Regions from separate parts of the Astyanax mexicanus genome. Here region 1 is linked to region 2. Evidence: chromatin contacts called from public Hi-C data. All regions are on one chromosome and are shown on one strand. Each heading gives the region's core, a stretch centred on a gene start, on an enhancer-like site or on the middle of the called end of the contact. The rest is flanking DNA. Distances are from core to core; before and after follow the strand shown.

Region 1 (6,038 bases), core at 904-3,403, 50 kb after region 2:
GAACAAAAATGGCTGCTTTTCCTTCATGCTTTGAAGCTCCAGCTCATCACAAATCACATTCTCAGTTGATCAGGTTTAGGTCAGGGGACTGTGGAGGACAAACACTTTTTGGTTTGGTTTAACAGTATGCATAGCTTTGTGCAGAAAACTGTATTTGCTCAGATTCCTTTTACCCTCATCATCATTTCATATAACATGCACTCTGGACCTCTGGTGGGTTTGTGTGGTGAATAAAAAGGAAATATTTGTGTTGTGGTCATGTATTCCATTCATCACCACTGTGCAAAGCATAGGCTAAGGCCCTGTGCTCATAAACAATGTGTGTATGTGTTTATGCGTGTCTCTCTCTCAAGGGTCCTCCTGCACTTTATGCAATTGAAGTTGAAACATCTTGTCTCAGTGCTGCTGTTAAAATGCCTGATGTCCAAGTTTGAGGAATGTGTGTGTGTATTGTGTATCCCTCAGTGGGGTGATCGTGTTCTGTTTTACGTCTGCTTGGCAGTGTATCGCAGTGTAATTCCTGTGACGAGACCAGGGTCATCAACTCTGCAGCTGCACAGTGAAAACACACACACACACATGCATACATACAGTCATCGCATTAGTATGGAGGGCTTGTCTACAGTCAGAAAAAGCCCATTATACAGGGAATTACAGCCCCTCCACCCCCAACACACTCAGTTGATGCAGTTCTGCAGCTGTTCTCCGGGCTGGTGCTCGTCTGAGGTATTTTCCCACATTACAAATCACAAAGACTCCATTAATATGGCTCTTCAGCTCAACTGGCCACAAACCCACAACGCCAGCCATACAACCCCCGCTAAACCCTTGCACAGAGTTAGCTCTGCAGTCGTTTCCTGAACTGTGGTTCTGTCTGAGGAATAAAAACATACAGGGTTTAGGACCTTACCTCTGCCTCACCGTGTGGATGAAATGCAAACAAATGTTTGAAGTTTAGTAGCTTTTTAGTCGGGTTTGTGTGCAGCAGTATTAGCTTAGCTTTTACCAAAAAGCATACGTTGGTCATTTTGTGCCACGGTATAAAACAAACCCAGATGTGTTTAAAATGACCTGGGCTCTCTAAGAAGGTCAGAAAAGATCCTCGCTTTTGTGCTGTTAGCTGGATTGGGGCATGTGGAGTCAGACACAGCACACATGGAGTCAGATACGATACAGACATGATACACGCAGAGTCAGACAGGGCACACATAGAGTCAGTTACAGTGCACATGGAGTCAGACATGGCGCACGTGGAGTCATGATGCAGACATGGAGCACACAACGTCAGACAGGGCACATATAGACAAGGTGCACATGAAATCAGACACAGCATATGTAGAGTTAGATACAGTGCACATTGAGTGAGGCATGGCACACAGAGTTAGATATAATGCAGGTATGGTGCTCACAGCGTCAGAGAGGGCACACATGAAGTTAGATATGGCACAAATAGAGAGAGACATGGCACAGGTGGAGTCAGGTACAGTGCATGTGAAGTTAGACATAGCGCATGCAGACTCAAACATGGGGACACTGGGCTCGGGAATCAAGACACTGGGCACAATGGAGGCAGACGTGCACACGCAAAGTCAGACAACGGCACACGTGGAGTCAGAAATGGCACACGCGGAGTCAGACACAGGGCATGCAGAGTCAGAAGCGGCAGTCAATATTTTATTAACAAACAAAAATTCTTAAACTAAATCTAAGCTTTTCTATCTATTTAACTGAGTTTAATTCACTTCTCTTAAGTAAGATAATCTTAAGCATAATACAAAAAATGATCTGTTTTATAATGATGATCTAATGTACGGATATTGATGAGCCTTCCACAATTAATGTATTATTTTTGCTATGTTTTCTATGTTGTCTAATTCTGTGATTTTTTTCTGTATTTCATTCAGTATGTTGCATCCATGAGTACTTAAATTTGTACCTACACTGTAACATGGATATTATATTTGTCTGATGTTATTTGTATACTTGCTTATTGAATACATAGTAAAAATAAATAATAACTACACAAAAAAGAAAAAAACACTACAAAAAATATTATACTACACTAAAATATACTACACTAAAAAAATCATTATACTACACTAAAAATATTATACTACATTAAAATATATATATATATATATTACACTAAAAAAGGCGTAGCAGAGATGTCCAACGCAGACTAGCGCTACGTAATCTCCGTGGTGTTGCCACGGCAACCACGCCAGCTTTACCTCTCGCGCAGCGTTAGGGCGCTGCAGCTAATGGTGCGCAGGGTGATTTCTGAGGTAAAATATCGTTTATTTTATTGCTGTTCGGGTTGAGCTTGATGTACAAGATACAAATACGCGTTTATGATCATCTGAGGCGGTTAAAGTACAGAGGTTTTACCGCGTTGGCGCAAAAAGAGCGGAACAGCGATTTGTTTGCTAGGCTAATTTAGCTAGCTTAGCTTAGTCGCGCTCAGTGTATTAAGTAAAGGTAACTGTTAGGTTAGCAAAGATAGCTAACGCTAACTAGTTCAACGTTAGAATTCCTGGTATTATTATTGTTATACTCGACCGTTAGCTAACTAACTCCTGTAGCTAAGTATGTTAACAGAGATTTCTATGACGTTTCTTTACCGTTAAGCACATTACACGTAAAATATGCTGCTGTTATGGAGTAAAACACTTTTACACAGACACAGGAATGTTTCATGTTTTAGAAAAGTAAAAAGAATTATATATTAATCTCTTAGTATGTCCAAAATATGTGTGTAAGTTAGTGGCTATTCGGATTCCTTTTTGAGAACAAGCTACAAACATAACCTACTTACTGAACAGTATTCGTCAGTGTAACGTGTATCAATTTCTTTTCTGTCTATTTGGTGGTAAATTTAAACAAATTAAAAGTAGAAAATTGGGTGTAAAACATTTTTATTTGTAATGTAATGTTTATTTGCAAGCTTTCTTTAGAAAACACAATCATTTTAACATCCACAAATGGTTTAGCATTTCTAGCTTGCTTCATGAACTTTATGAAGCTATTTTGCTGACTAAAATTCAGATCAATATAATGCAAAAATAATATTTAATAAGATAAACAAAAGAAGTAATTACTAAAAAACGATGTGGACTATTTGTAAACTTAAGACATTAAATTCAAAACTCTGGCTCCAACTTTGATTTTAATTTTTGTGCATGTGTTTGTTTTAACAGTGAGATGGACTCTGCTGTGAAAGACCCCCGTAAGCTCTTTCTACTGAACACAGCAGCAAATTATTTCAGCCTGAAGCCAGCATACTCCCTGTCTACATCCACTGAGCTCAATACCTTCCTAGATGATGCAAACCAGTTTATCCTGGTAACCAGCAGTGATGGAGATCAGCTGCGCTTCTTCAATAAGGTGCAGCTAAAGTGACTTTTTGAATGGGCGATGTTTCTCCCTCTTTTTAAAACTCTTCTTTAATCGGCTGCATTGTATTGTACAGTTTTTACTGACTTTGCCACCAGTATTTTAATACTGTCTCTGAATCTCTCTGGTAACCACATAGAGACAAGTCTTAGTAAGAAAAGGCTTCTCAGTTTAGAACAACTTGATGCTTCAATACTGGGAAGATGTAGGCTAGCATGTAGGCTAGGTATTTCTCCAAAACATGTGAAACTCCATCACTTCTTTTCAGACTACTTCTAATCCCATTGAAAATCAACATGCTTGGAGAAGATCACTAACTGCTAATCTCTTATATCAGCTACCTTTTTACATACATCTTAATAGACATTCGTTTGAAAGTGCATCCTTCTTCAGTCCTCTGACTTTGTTCTTCTTTTGTGGATGTATACACAGATGGACAGTGATTGGGATGAAGAGCGTGTGTTGGTGTTCTTCAAGTTGCATCCGTGTGTGATTACGGAAGAGAATGTCAGCAGAGCCGTGCTTGTCTCCACCATGCTGGAGTCTCCAGTCCACACCCTCTACCAAACACTCAGACAGGTGTTCAACCCTGCACTTTTACAGGTAGACAAACACAATTCATTACACACCATTCACTTTAGCTTACATACTAAACAGACCAACATAGTAAAATTGTATTTAAAAAGTTTATTTATGAATCCAGGGATAATCCTATTGATCATAAACTTTATTGATATAATTATTGGGACCCCATTATACCTACAGGAGCTTTTATGATGTTCAAGTTTGTAGGAGTTAACATAGAGGGTCCTTCATACACCCAGCCAATTTTTTGTATAATAAGGCAATAAAGTTTCCCTTTAGAGCAACTGAGGTGCCTAGGCCTGTTCTTGAAAAAATAAAACATCCCTGTAGTAAGTATTTGTACTTAAAGAAATACAAACAAAATAGCTTTTTAGTATTTCTGTACATTTTGGGTCTGTATAACAAATTAACTTTGCAAGTGTACATGTGCACATCCCTTACATGTGTGTGTGTCTCTGTGTGTCCTTGTTGATTTTTGTGATTGTCTGTGTAGGATGAGAAGTGGAGCCAGGCATTTGATCCACGGCTGCAGTCTCTTCTCAGTGAGCTTGAGGAGGGGTTGGGATCAGTGCTTCGACACACACTTCCTAAGGATTCAGGCAAAAAGAGGCTGTCTGAGGATGATGTTGTGGGTGAGTGTTCATCGCCATTGCTTCACATGGACATGAATGGCCCCCTTAATTAAAAATGTTTCCTCAGTAACAAATGTAATAAATTTATATGGTATCATATAAGTCAGCTGGTAAAAGTATTTGAATGTAACTATTATATCTAACATAAATTTTACATTTTAATGTGATTTTTAAGCCCCATAAATGTTCAGGAGTTTCAGTTATGTGGACTGTTTTATGTGTCTTTTTTGTGAACACTGAAATCTCTTGTTACATGTGTGTGCAGGTATTGTAACGCCAAGTGATGAGTTCCAGTACTGGGCTGAGTTGGGTCAAACAGTAGAGAAGAGCAGCAAAAGAGAAAGAGCAGCACACTTTTCTGAGCTTTTTAAGCCAATAGTTAAGGTAAACAAACACACACATACATATACTAAGGTTGTGACGAGACACAATATTGTGTAAGACCTTAGAACTATTATCAGAATCCCCGTAATGGGGGTTCTCTTTTCAACTGGCAACCTCACTTTTGGGTTTTATACAGAGGTGGCAACTTATAACCGAATCCTATGTATTGCAATAATGTGGTGGCAACTGGTTGCTGCTGTTTGCCACCCAAAATGATCAATAATTTGTTTTGGTGACCTGTGCATACATGTGTAAAGACACCTTTTTTCAAAGGTCTTTTTCTTTTTTTCTGAATAAATTGGTACATTGAAAAAGTGGAAAAGAAAACTTAACCCTAGCATATACTGATTTCTAAAGGGTCTAAATGGTTACACAATGTTCCTCTGTAGTAAAGGATTCTACAGACCCTGTCTTATATACTGAACATCCTCAGCATGTATTAAATATACATGGAATTTATAACAGTATATATTCTCCTGGATGTGTGTGTGTGTGTGTGTGTTGCAGGATTACAGTAACCTGGAAAGCCTGAGTTTATTGGATGCGCTGGAACTAGCTGAAAACTCTCAAGATGTTCTGGATGATGTTTGGAGACAAAATGAGCACACGCCCTATCCCGAAATCCGCATGCGCAGACTCATGGACATCATAGGTTTTTATAAAGTTACAGCTTTTTGTGTTATTCTATAGCTGCAGGACAAGCTTTGTGTGAAATTTTGTGTAACTGTTTGTGTAGGATCGTCTCTGGGCCGGTTTGTTCAGAAAAAGCTCTGTGTCCTGCATCTGTGGGAAGATCCGTATCTGACAGTGAGAGAAAATCTAAGAGAGGGCGTGACTCTGTGTGAGCAGTGGGTGACAGCATGTGAGCACTTGACCGGACAGCTGTGGAAACGCTATTCACCACACCTGTGGGAGGGGGATAAGCTCCACCCACACGGGTTAAAAAACCTCATTCAGCGACTGGAGGAGGTAAGGGACAACACCTGTCTATTATCACAAAAATGATGAAAAATAGCAAGTGGTGACTTGTCTGTTTGTGTGTAG
Region 2 (6,772 bases), core at 1,449-3,948:
TTAAATGACTGAAGTATTGTAAGCATTTTAGAATATCAAAGGGTGATAGGACTGTAGAATACTAAACCAGACAACTCACTAAAGTGTAGAATGCTAAAATGTGAAAGATTCTGGAACACTAAATACCTGAACCTGAAAACAAGTAAGATACTAGAGTCTTAAATCAAGCAGGATTCTAAAATCCCAAACCAGCTGAGGTCCTGAAATCCTGAATCATGCATGAATATATCAGTCCAAAGCATATATATTTTTAGAATAATAAAACAGACAGAGCTCTAGGATAATAAAATGGGTCAGAGTTTTAGAATCTTCGGCCATGCGGGTTTCTAGAATTTTTAATTGGCCAAGATTTGACATTTCCAAAGTGGACAGAAAATCACAAACCGGGTTCTAGAACCCTAAATCAGGCATGATTCTACAATAATTAGAAAAAGTATTTAGAATAATGTGGTGTTTCAGAACAATAAAACTGTCAGAGTTCTTAAAATCTGAGGCAGTGTCCTACAATAATACTAAAGACATGCTTCTACAACAGCATGAGGCCAACACGGGGTTAAAAAACATAGGGCAGATTTCAATCATTTCAGACAAGGTAGGGTTATAGAATTCTAATCCTAAATAAAGGAGAGTTCGAAATTTCTCAAGTGGGCAAAAAAATTTAAACCAATAAATGTTCTAAAACCCTACATCAGGCTCGATTCCACAAGAATAAGAGTAAGGCAACATTCAAGAACAGTAACCATGTGTCCTACAATGCTACTAGAGGCATGGCTCTACAACACTAAACCAGCTGTGCTTCAAGAACACGAATCAGGCCAATGTTCCAGAATCCTGACTCACCACGGTTCTAGCTACCAGTCCAGAGGTTCAGAACAAACAGGTGCGAGGTACTACATGTGTCACAGTTCTAAAAAAAAAAAATAGGGGCAGGGTTGTTGAATGTCAACACAAGCAGGTTTCTAGAGTCCTAAACCAGCTTTGCATCAGTTCAAAGCAGTTCTAGAAACCCACACAAGGCAGGGCTGCAGAATTCGAAACCAAGCAGAATACATGCAGAGTCCTAGAACCCTAAATTAGGCAAGACTCTACAACAAGGTATTTAGAAGGGTACTAACTAAGGCAGTACTACCGGAGGCATGGCTCTACTACACTAAAACAGGTGTGGTTCAAGAACACGAATCAGGGCATAGTTCCAGAATCCTGACCCACCAGGGTTCTAGCTGCCATTCCAGAGGTACGGAACAGAGCAAACAGGAAAGAAAGAACAGACTGCCGTGTCTCAGTGCGAGGTAAACTGTGCTGTTCGCTGAGGACTAAAAACAAGTACATTTCCCAGGTGTCTTTGCTGCATTACCACAGTGTTGAAGCGACAGGAAAAAAGAGTTGGGTCAGTTGAAGCAGAACCTGTTCTGCTAGAGAGGTTCTGTTGTGTTGCAAGTGTCCAGTGTAATAATCATCAGTTAAAACGTCTCTGCATTATGTTTGAGGAGCTGATGCTGCTACATAAGTTCTCAGTTCTGTTCTGAGAGAGAGTAAAGGGGGTGGTGGCAACGTTGTGCACTTTCAACAAATGTCCACAAGGTGGTGCCATCGTTCTTTTCATGCCTGAGCCACTATTTTCCCTCTTTTCCCAGCTCTCCCTATCTTATGTGTGCTTCACACCACAGTCTCATTGCCCTTGCCAGGTTTGGCCCAGCCCTCGCCGCTCTGGTGGGCACGGGAGCTCCTGCGTGAGTGCAGCAGGCGAAGCGAGCAGCGCTGCCAGGTGTGAAGGGTCTTAGCAGACCACACCCACATGCCACAGGTGATGCCTACGAGCAGCGACATGAAAATCCTAAGCATTTCGGCCGCCATGTAGGAGTCTCTTGCTGTCTGGTGAAAATCAGCCCAGTTGGAGATCTGGTAGAAGTAGCATGCAATGACACAGGTGGCGGGCACCGTGTAGAGGACAGAGAAGACTCCGATTTTGACCATCAGACGCTCCAGCTTGTCCGTCTTTGTGCCGTCCTTCTGCAAGTTGGAGCGTATTTTGAAGAGTGCCACCAACCCTGCTGCGATAAAAAGCGTCCCAATCACCAGGTATGTGAACAGCGGCGCTACCACAAAACCAGTCAGCGCATCCAGATTCTGGTTTCCTACGTAGCAGAGCCCGGTAAGGTCATCTGCGTCCACCAGCCGCATGATTAGGATGACTATGGTCTTTACTGCTGGGATCGCCCAGGCCGCAATGTGGAAGTAGGAACTGTGCATCTCTATGGCCTCATGGCCCCATTTGAGACCTGCTGCAAGGAACCAGGTCAGCGTGAGGATGACCCACCAGATAGAGCTGGCCATGCCGAAGAAATAAGCCAAGAGGAAGACCACAGCACAGCCAGTGTTCTTGAGACCCTCTTGCGCGAGAACAGGCACGGCCGCCTCGTCTAGGTCGCAGGATATCCGCTCCCGGCCGGCGGTCAGTCGCACCAAGAAGGCCACACTGTAGACGTTGTAGCACATGCTGAGGAACATGATAGGGCGTTCAGGGTAGGAAAAGCGCGCTGAGTCCAGGAGGAAGGTCAGCACCGTGAAAGAGGTGGAGATGAAACACAGCACTGCCCACACAGCCATCCAAACGTCCGTGAACATCTTGGCTTGCCGGCGGTACAGCCCAGACTCGTATCCACACTGCAGGACGCAGCTGCCGCTCCTCTTGGCCCAGGCATATTGCTCTGGGCCTCCTCCACCCATTGTCACACACTCCTCCTCGTGCGGGGCCACTGGCTTATTGGGGTGGAACAGGTCGTCTTCGGCCGGACCCTCCATGCACATGTGGTTCTGGTCATTGGTGGGTGGGAAGAGGCTGCAGTTCAGCAGCTCCGGCCACACGAAGCCAAACTCCTGCAGCACGGGTAAACACTTCCGCTTCACTGCCAGGCACATGCTGCCGCATGGACCAATGGTTACTGGAACCTTCTCTGTGCACATGGGTGCATACACTGCACACAGGAAGAACTGAGGGGAGAGAAAATAGAGAAAGCACATCAGTTACATCTGTTTGCTAAACACATCTCTCACATCAACCAGTAGAACCGGACACTCTGCTCTGGAACAGCAGGTCACTATGCCCAATGGCAAGAAGATAACAAACACTTAGAAAATACCCCTGATATAAAGAGGAACTCTGAAGCAGCAGGGGTCCTCATACTTTCTGACAGTTAAATGTATTTGGTTTTTGTTTACTCAAATAATTTAACAAGTAATTTTAACAGTACCATATTTGGACAAAGGTATTGGGACATAAATTGTTTTGTCTTGGATCAGTGGTATTTAAAAAATCATTTATCCTGCTTTTGTTGGAGTGACTGTCTCCATTGTTCAGGGAAGACATTCTGTCAGAATTTGGAGCATTGCTGTCAGGAATTGATTGCATTCAGTGATAAGAGTGCTAGCGAGGTCAGGATGTTGGATGATTACCACCTTATCCCCTACTCATCCCAAAAGTACTGAATGAGACACCATCATTCCAGAGAACACAGTTCCACTGTTCCACAGCTCAATACTAGGGGGGCTTTATACCTCTCCAGTGTTTGTGTGATGCCAACATGTTCACGTTTATCTGCTCCTATGGTATTGGCAAGGCTTATCATCCTAAAGTAACTGAATACATTAATTAGAAGGGGTGTATATGTGCGGTGTATATAAACAGACAGTATATAAAGTAAAAAGCAGAGAGTTTATTAGTAACAGTTGACTCCATGTTTGCTTGAGTAACAGTGAACACAAGTAAATCACAGCATTGTTCTGTAAATTTCTGTGTTATTATATAATTTAATAAAGAGATAAAAATACAGCATTCTGCACAGTAGACCCTCCCTGCTGCTCTGTGTTACATCAGCGAGATTCAAAACGTTTTTGACTGTTTTTAACACTAAAGCCTTTATTTCCTGATATATAGTCATATCTAAAATCTGTGTGATTACTGTATATTCTCAAGTTATACGCATACTGTATGCATTCATCGTGAATACACTTACTGTATACACACACTGTAAACACACAAATATGCATTTACTTTATGCAGCCACTGTATACACACAGTTTACAGATATTGCACACTTTGTATACACAAAGTATCGGTACAGCATCTCAAAAAAAATCTGTACACCCCATATTTGTAAATATTTAGTGGGCAACACTATAGATCTTTAGATGTTTGCTAACTCTTTGATGTAAAGTAGTCTGTGTACAGCTACAGGATAACAGTGTAAATTTACTGTGCCCTCAAAATAATTCAACACACAGCCATTAATGTATAAACTGCTGGCAACACAAGTGAGCACACCCCTAAGTAAACATGTTCAAATTGTGCCAAATGAGCTATTTTCCTTCCCCAGTGTCATGTGACTCATTAGTTTACAAGGTTATTTTTTTGGGTTCAATTATCTCACACTGGCCACTGGATATTTAACATGGCACTTTCTGAGATACAGCACAATGGCCAGGGTTATACAGCAGTTTTCCACTCAGAACAGGCCTCCCCAAGTTCAACCAAATAAGCTGTTTTCACGTGTTAATAATAATATCCATTGGCTGTTTGAAAATTGATGTATAAGTGCTGCCAGTATTGCTGCAGAGCTTGAAGAAGTGGGAGGTCAGCCCGCAGACCATACACCACAAACTGCATCAACTCTGTTTACATGGCAATGTCCTAGAAGGTAGCCTCTTCTAAAGCTGATGCACAAAAAAGCCTGAAACAGTTTGCTGAAGACAAGTAGTTCAAGAGCATGGATACTGGAATGTGTCTTGTGATCTAATGAGATCAATATTAATTTGTTTGGCTCAGATAGTGTCCAGCATATGTGGCAGTATCCTGGAGAGGAGTACCAAGCACTGTGCCTTGCTCACAGTCAAGCATGGTGGTGGTAGCATCATGGTCTGGGGCAGCTTGAGTACTTCCAGTGCTGGGGATCTAAATTCCAACATATACTGTTCCTACCTTCAGTAACTGGTAACGTGATAATGACTCCAAACATACCTCCAAGATGACAACTGCCTTGCACAGGAAGCTAAAAGTAAAGGTGATGGACTAGTATGTATGTATGTCTCCAGACATAAACCCAACTGAGCACCTGTGGGGCAACCTCAAGCAAAAGGCTGTAGAAGTGCAAGGTCTCTAACATCCACCAGATCCTTGATGTCATCAAGGAGGTGAGGAAAAGATTCCAGAGGAAACCCGTGAAGCTCTGATGGAATCCATGCCCAAAAAGGCTTTGGGCGCCATTTCTGCCATTTTCACTTTTATTTTCACATAAATGGCTGTGTGTTGAGTTATTTTAAAGGGGACAGTACATTTACATGAGAGGTGTACTCACTTTTGTGAGACTGTATATACTCTGTACACTCTATACACACATCACACACTCTGTATACAACAGCAATGTAAACACTGTATACACCAACTGTATATACTTTTAATTGATATACACACCTTACACAAATTAATATTAGTGTCCAGTCAAACAGTACAACATCATTAATAAATATGATTTGATTTTAATTTGATAAAATAATATGACTGACTTCACTTCACTTAAACAAATATCTGTATGCCATTAATGAATGGCTTTGAAATATAATAAATCAAGCTTCTATAGCTAAACCATCAACAGCATAATTATATCAGATTCTAATGCACAGACAAAACTATTTTAAAAAATCAGCAGTGTGGCCTGTACAAAAGCTTGGGCAACCTAGGATTTGTTTTTTGTCAAGGTCTTAGAACAAGATAAGCAAATGAATGCCAGATGCACTTTGTAAAACAAATGCTGTAGACCGGTGAAGTCAGAACTATTTTGCCACAATCAGCATAGGTACATTTTAAAGAAAAAATTAATAACTTGCCAACTGTGAAGCATGGGGGTGGATGTATCATACTTTGTGGTTGGTTGTTGATTTGGCAATATTGCACAAGTAATGGGGATTCAGTTGCTGAAGTGTTCGGAAACTAGAACTAGAGGCCTAGAGGTTGGAGAAATCTCCAACAACAGGAACTGAAAGAGTATCAGCCACAGAAAGTATTAACAATAAACATGGTCAATAAATACACTACACTTATAGAGTTATTCTAAACTACAGTAAATTTGATTAAACAGTTTTGCGAGTGAAATGCAGAGTGTGTGTGTGTTCAGGGGAGTGTACTGACTAGAGGAAATGTCGGATTTTCACTGTGGTCATTCCTAACCGCTGAGGGAAACTATAATCCAAACACACAGACACATATACACACACACACCTACACCAAACTCGTGCAAGCTGCAGACACACTGAAGTCAAAACAGAGATAAACACCCTAAGTAAACACACACACTAATAAACACACACTAGAAATAGTTACTTACTTACATAATTAGATATTAACATATATAATAAATATAGAAAATATTATTGTTAAATATTGTTTCTGACTTACATATTATTAAAATAATATATTTTTGTAAACACTTAATTACTTATTTTTTTTATAAATGGGTATATTATTAGTACATATAGGTACTTACATATATACATTATATACAGTACAAGACAAAAGTTTGGACACACCTTTTTTCCACCTTAAATTCAGTGGTTCATTATTTTTCTGTATTGTAGATTAATACTAAATTAATCCAAACTATGAAAGATGTTATTATTTAGTAAACAAAAAAGTGTTAAATAAACCAGAAAATGTATTATTTTAACATTCTTCAAAGTACTTGCTAAGATGATAGCTTTGGACATCTCTGCATTTTACCAG

Evidence for each region. A called contact is a pair of places that touch in the nucleus more often than the background predicts.
Region 1: a Hi-C map of muscle shows a contact between it and region 2, with 15 times the contacts expected there. The contact joins the promoter of LOC103040540 here to the enhancer-like site in region 2. A contact is called at or near these places in 2 of 3 Hi-C or Micro-C datasets (both in muscle).

What each region holds. Positions count from the first base shown.
Region 1 is chr18:12,125,616-12,131,653 of AstMex3_surface, forward strand. LOC103040540 (cytoplasmic dynein 2 heavy chain 1) reads left to right here and starts at 2,154. Exons shown (of 91, transcript XM_049466927.1): 1 at 2,154-2,285; 2 at 3,198-3,384; 3 at 3,826-3,996; 4 at 4,472-4,610; 5 at 4,876-4,994; 6 at 5,502-5,646; 7 at 5,731-5,963. The coding sequence starts at 3,202.
Region 2 is chr18:12,074,608-12,081,379 of AstMex3_surface, forward strand. fzd4 (frizzled class receptor 4) reads right to left here. Exons shown (of 2, transcript XM_015605665.3): 2 at 1-2,991. The coding sequence ends at 1,657. Among protein-coding and RNA genes, the nearest start is that of fzd4, 4.4 kb to the right of the region's middle. Within about 2 kb of position 2,699, the one cell type or tissue checked has an H3K27ac peak away from gene starts, as active enhancers do.